Linked DNA regions of Mus musculus: region 2 is linked to region 1. A link is a contact called in public promoter capture Hi-C data. All regions are on one chromosome and are shown on one strand. Each heading gives the region's core, a stretch centred on a gene start, on an enhancer-like site or on the middle of the called end of the contact. The rest is flanking DNA. Distances are from core to core; before and after follow the strand shown.

What was found. Capture Hi-C pulls out chosen DNA fragments and counts their contacts.
Region 2: a contact with region 1 is called in a promoter capture Hi-C map of adipose tissue. The contact joins two enhancer-like sites. A contact is called at or near these places in 2 of 484 Hi-C or Micro-C datasets (Th2 cells and neutrophils), 2 of 115 datasets of contacts at active chromatin or transcription factors (extraembryonic endoderm stem cells and intestinal villus epithelium) and 3 of 9 other capture datasets (adipose tissue, liver and pancreatic islet).

Annotation. Positions count from the first base shown.
Region 1 is chr10:91,000,059-91,003,120 of GRCm38.p6, forward strand. Apaf1 (apoptotic peptidase activating factor 1) reads right to left here. Exons shown (of 27, transcript NM_009684.2): 23 at 952-1,071. Among named protein-coding and RNA genes, the nearest start is that of Apaf1, 81 kb to the right of the region's middle. Within about 2 kb of position 1,568, at least 22 of the 459 cell types and tissues checked have an H3K27ac peak or open chromatin away from gene starts, as enhancers often do. A contact at or near this core is called in adipose tissue, where this site is marked.
Region 2 is chr10:91,155,223-91,158,256 of GRCm38.p6, forward strand. It overlaps a transcript of Tmpo not described here. Among named protein-coding and RNA genes, the nearest start is that of Tmpo, 15 kb to the right of the region's middle. Within about 2 kb of position 1,344, at least 62 of the 459 cell types and tissues checked have an H3K27ac peak or open chromatin away from gene starts, as enhancers often do. A contact at or near this core is called in adipose tissue, where this site is marked.

The DNA of each region.
Region 1 (3,062 bases), core at 318-2,817:
TAAAGCAGCTCAGCGGTCGAGAGCACTGGCGGCTTTCCCAGAGGAGCGGGGTGTGGTTTGCAGCACCTACACAAGGTGGCTCACAGCCATCTCTCTCCAGTTCTAGCAGATTCAGTGCTTTTGGCTTCCAAGGGTGCTACACACATACATGCAAGCAAAACACCCATACAAGTAAAAATTTTCAAAAGAACAAAATCAGCTTCAAAACATAGCCCCCCCCCCAAAAAAACCAAGTTTTAGAATAGTAGCTGTTCTGATCGCTTAAGCTTCCTTTATCGTAAATGCTTACAAACATATAACAGATGAAGGTGACCACACTGAATAGAAAACAGGCACAATACTGATTTTTTTTTCATTTAATTACTTATCATTCATGTGCTTTAAAGCTGTCACACTTATAATTACTGCACGATCCGAATGTTTTCTTTAAAAGAACAACCTGGGGCTGGGTATGGTGATGCACATGCCTTAAGTCCCAGAAACTCAGGAGGCAGGTGGATCTCTGTGAGTTCAAGACCAGCCTGATCTACATATCAAGTTCCAGACCAACCAGGGCTATATAGTGAGACCCTGCTTCAAAATAACATACACATACATACATACATACATATACACACACATACATACATACATTCAAATCTGGTATTTGGGTCTGGAAGGGCAGCCTAGGAACTAAGATCACTAACTGCTCTTCAAGAAAACCTAGGTTCAGTTCTCAGCACCCCGCTCACAAGTATCTGTATTTCCAGTTCTAGAGGATCCGATGGTCCTCGCTCTCTTCTGACCTCTGAGGACACCAACCACACACACACAGGGTCCACAGACAGATTCATACAAGTCACACACTCACACTCATAGTAAAAATAAATAAATAAATAAACTTAAAGAATATTTTCAAAATAGTTTAAAAGACAACAAACCATTTTTTTAAAAATCTAGTATGTGAATTACCTTCACCGTTCCATCAAATGACCAAGAAAGCAATCTTGAATCTTGGAGGAGCCTGAAGTCCTTTACCGTTTCCTGGTGGGCTTGCAAAAATACATAGTCCCCTGTCTGCCAATTCCATACCTTCATAGCAAAGAAATAAGTCTGTTACAACCTTCCCCAGTAACATCCCACTGGAAAGAGTATGTAGTCTTAATTCTTGTCACAGTGTTTCAAACAGAGAAGGAACAAAGAATACTGTCTCCGTGTTCCACAAAGAGAAAAAGTTGAAGTTAATTAGCTTGATACGGGGGACAAAATAAAACACTTTCCTCCTAAATAAAATTTGTTTTCTTCAGTTGCTTAGAGAGTAGTTAATTAAACCACAAGATAGAAAAAAAAAAAAAAAAACTACAATATGCCAGTGAGCTCACCATCTGATTAAATTTTCCAGAGAAAACTGTCCCAATTATATATCTGCAGATTTGCAAGCCTACAAACCGGGTAATACTGCAGACTGTTGCCAGGAAAACCGCCCAGAAAGGTCAGTGAGCCGGAGACATGTGACAATGGATCACGGAGCTTCTGAGCTGCCCAAGTCGGAGATAGCCCTTAACGTAGTTCTCAGTGTCCAAGAAGAAGCAGTAGGCACTGTAAGTCACATGTGGCTCGGGGGAGACGCTCTGAGCCACGAGAGAGAGGGAAGAGTTGAAGCAGTGCCAACAACCGGGACAAAATAACAAACACCAACAGCTGAGACACAGCAGTGAACAGAAATTTCTATGTCGTGTCAATATGCGGAACGTCCATTACTAAATCAAAGCAACAGTGTTTGCCGGCTTTTAAACCCTTAACTTCGATTAATTTAATAAACATGTTTCCAAGTCAGGCAAATGTGAATCAAACAAGGGCCTACCGTGAACAGACCTGAGAAATGAGACATTTAAAAAAAAAATCTGTCACCAAGATACAAACGACTGAAGAAAGAGTATTGTGAAATTCAAAATAGTGATGGCTTCAACACTGCTTGGTAGAGGCCAGGGCTCAGGGGCGTTGGGGTGGGGAAGAGAGCTCAGCAGGTAAGAGACTGGCTGCTTTTGCAGAGGACGGGATAGAAAGGGTCAGGCAGACAGTTCAAGAAAGGCACCTATCATCCACTCAAGACTCTTAGGTTCTAACTAAATCCCCAAGGTAACAAGGGAGTTGATCGGGATATGAAGGCCCTACCTTCATTCATGTGATTGGTGCTCTCTTTATTATTTTTTTTATTGGATATTTTCTTTATTTACATTTCAGATGTTTTCTGCTTCCCAGGTCTATACTTCACCAAACCTCCTATTCCATCCCTCCTCCCCCTGCCTCTCTGAGGGTGCTCCCCCACCCACCCACACACCCACCCACTCCCATCTTCCCGCCCTGGCATTCCTCTACACTGGGGCATCAAACACCCTCAGGCCCAAAGGCTGCTCCTCCCACTGCCATCCTCTGCCACATATGTGGCCAGTGCCATGGGTCACTCCATGTGTATTCTTTGGTTAGTAGTCCAGTCCCTGGGAGCTCTGGGGAGTCCGGCCAGTTGACACTGTTGCTCCCCATATGGAGCTGGAAACCCCCTCAGCCCCTTCAGTCCCTTCTCCAACTCCTCCATCGGGGACCCCCCCCCCTCGGTCCAACAGTTGGCTGTGAGCATCTGTTGGCATCCATAATAGTGTCTGGGTTTGGTGACTGTATATGGGATGGATCCCCAGGTGGGGCAGTCTCTGGATGGCCTTTCCTTCAGTCTCTGCTCCTCACTTTGTCTCCATATTTCCTCCCATGAGTATTTTGTTCCCCCTTCTAAGAAGCACTAAAGCATCCATACTTTGGTCTTCCTTCTTCTTGGGCTTCATTCATATGGTCTGTGAAATGAATCTTGGGTATTCCGAACTTTTGGGCTAATATCCACATATCAGAGAGTACATACTGTGTGTTCTTTTGTGACTGAGTTAACTCACTCAGGATATTTTCATGTTCCATCCATTTGCCTGTGAATTTCATGAAGTCATTGTTTTTAATAGCTGAGTAGTATTTGATTATGTAAATGTACCACATTTTCTGTATCCATTCCTCTGTTGAAAGACATCTGGGTTGTTTCC
Region 2 (3,034 bases), core at 94-2,593, 150 kb after region 1:
ATTAATAAAATTATCATCCAATAGCAGAATTTGGAAAGATGCACCAATCACACAGAGGACTATCTCACTAGTATATACAGAATGTGAGTATTCTATGCTTTGAGGCCAAGTAAGATTCACAGTTCCACCTATCATCAGCAAGCTGTTCCCTAGAAAAGTCCTGGTTTATCTTGGGGAAAAGTAGAGGAAACAATTCTTTTCTCCCTGAATTCTATGAAGCTACTAGGTGAGGAATAAGTCAGAATGCATTAAAGAGCTTAGGCGTGTGAGGGTACAGGAGCTGGGCTCTTAAATCTGCACTAACAAAAACCCCATACTGTACTACTTTACAGTAAGATATAACAAGTCTTGCATGGTGCTGCACACTTGTAAACCAGAGGATGCTGAGCCACCAGGCTGAGTAGCCTGAGGGTAGCCTGGGCTGCAAAGTGAGACTGTCTCGAAGTAAGTACACAGCATGTAAGAGTTGCTGGATTTGACTCACAGGACAGAGGGAGGGTCGAGAGAACATGTAAACGTGGAGCGAGAGTAAAGATAAAGAGCTGAGTTACTCTGAAGCGTTCACTACCCACACTTGAATACTGCAGTAGAGGTCTGTGATGTAAAGACATTTGGTAAGGCACTCCAAAAACTAGAAAGCGCTTTCACTCATACATCAACAGAGACAAAATGCTACCTGCAGAAAGAAGGCTGCTTGTCTTGGCTTAAAGAGCCCACAGTGAAACCAACCCTCACATTCACCAAAAGCAAAGTAGCTGAATAGAAGTGTAGCCCATCCACAAATCTCAGTATGCAGGCTGCAGCCATCCTAGGGATGGGGACAAGGGAGAGTGTTTTCATTCGGGAATGAATGCTAAGATGGATGAAAGGAAGGAATGTTTGATGCAAAGGAGCAAATATAAACAACCGATAGTCTTTATTTCCTATGTCACATAAAACTCCAGCAGTCCATTAAACTATTGCCTAAAAACGTAAATATTTTAGGCACAGTATTTTACTTTATATCCTAGTAATGAAAAATGAAAAACAAACAAACAAACAAACAAACAAACCCCCACCGGATTCCATTTAGCAGCCTTAGTGTTATTTTGAAACACATAAAATGCAGGAAAACTACAATTAGAAGGACCAAGACGCTCAGCACGAGACACGCGTGAGAACCCAGGTTTACAGGCTGGATTTGTAAGCTTGAGATGTTATCACATGCTCACAAACTCTCCTCCTTAGGGACAGAGGAGAGAAAGGACACAAAGGGAGGAAGCAGACTCTAGACTCCACCTATCTGGCTGTGAATCAGCCCAGTAGAAAAGCAACTGTACAGCCTGCAGCAGGCTTGGGTATGGTGGGGGTAATGACTGTATTCAGTGATCAGGAATGTAAAAATCATACGTAAGTCAGGCAGTGGTGGTACATGCCTCTAATCCCAGTGCTCAGGAGATAAGAGACAGAGGCAGGGGATCACTGTAAGTTCAAGGCTAGCCGGTTCTACAGAGTAAATTCCAGGACAGCCAAGACTATATCGAAAAATCCTGTCTCAAAAACACAACAAAACAAAACAGCATAAAAAAATTTATTGGGGCTGGAGAGATGGCTCAGCAGTTGAGCACTGACTGCTCTTCCGAAGGTCCTGAGTTCAAGTTCCAGCAACCACATGGTGGCTCACAACCATCCGTAATGAGATCTGGCGTCCTATTCTGGAGTGTCTGAGGACAGCTACAGTGTACTTATATATAATAAATTAATAAATCTCTAAAAAATATAAATTGTTTTTAAAAAAAATTGTTATCCAGTGTGGTTTTACACACCTTTAATCCCAGAATTTGGATCAGTGAGTTTGAGCCAACCTGGTCTACAGAGCAAGTTCTCAGACTAGCCAAGGCTACACAGAGAAACCGCATCTCAAATCCAGTTTTTCCTAGCTGTTTTATTTGAACTTAACTTTAAGGCAGCTAAGGATCTTACCCAGGAACATGAGGTAATCAGTCACAGATATCAAATCACATGGTGAGAAGTCATCACTTTGTGACTATAATAAAGTCACGGGTTTAGGCAGTATTATTCACAGCTGTTAAAATCCTTAACTGAAAAGACCAACAGCTGAACTATTAATTAATTTTAATAGTTTTGAAGGAAATTCATATTTCCTGAAATGATCAGTAGGAAGGCTACAACATCATTTATGAAGTATTCTTTTCAAAGAAACTGAACCCAAACCCAGACCAACCCTTTAGGGCTAAGCTGTCCAATACAGTAGTCACCAGCTCCATAGTTCTATTTAAATAGATAGGAGTCCATAGTCTAACTCTAACAGTTAAAACGAGACTACTCCAGAACTGACAAACATTTTTATTGTGACTACAAAAGGAAAAAAGGCCCAAGTCTCTGCACTGCCACATGCAGGTCTAGCCCCAGTATGCCAGATTACACAGGGTATCAAGAAACAGATAAAACCCTTGAAAACCACCTGCCACCTGCAGCAAGCAGGAAATACCGACATGGTTAACTACGGTCGCCAAACGGAGGACGGAGAAACAGCCACGGTGGGAATTAGTATAGACGTATTGTTCAGACTCAACTTAATTATGCAGTAAACCATTTTTTGGCCAGGATTGGTGGTACACTCCTGTAGTCCTGTAAAGGGTCAGGAGAACAGGACCCTGCCTCTCCCCTCCGATCACACGGAAGGAAGGAAGCAGGACCTGTCGGTGCACAACTGGGATCCCATCTCTGTAATCCCATCTCTCAGGAAGCAGAAAGCTCTACAAGTTAGAGACCAGCCTGGTCAGGCAGGCCAGGGCTTCATTGTGAAGTACTGTTTCAAAAACACCACAGAAACCAGAGGCAGACAGAACATGGAAAAGATAGATGAACAACAAACTGACACATTTTCAAGCTAACGAGTAAAGATGAGGAAAAGAACCTAGGGTGTGGAGGCTAAATCAGAGCCAGTCATTTCCCTCTGTAAAAGAAGGTCTTTATTGATGCCTATGCTCATTCTCTCCCCAGTTTTCTTTTGAAAACTCTACCTTGCCCT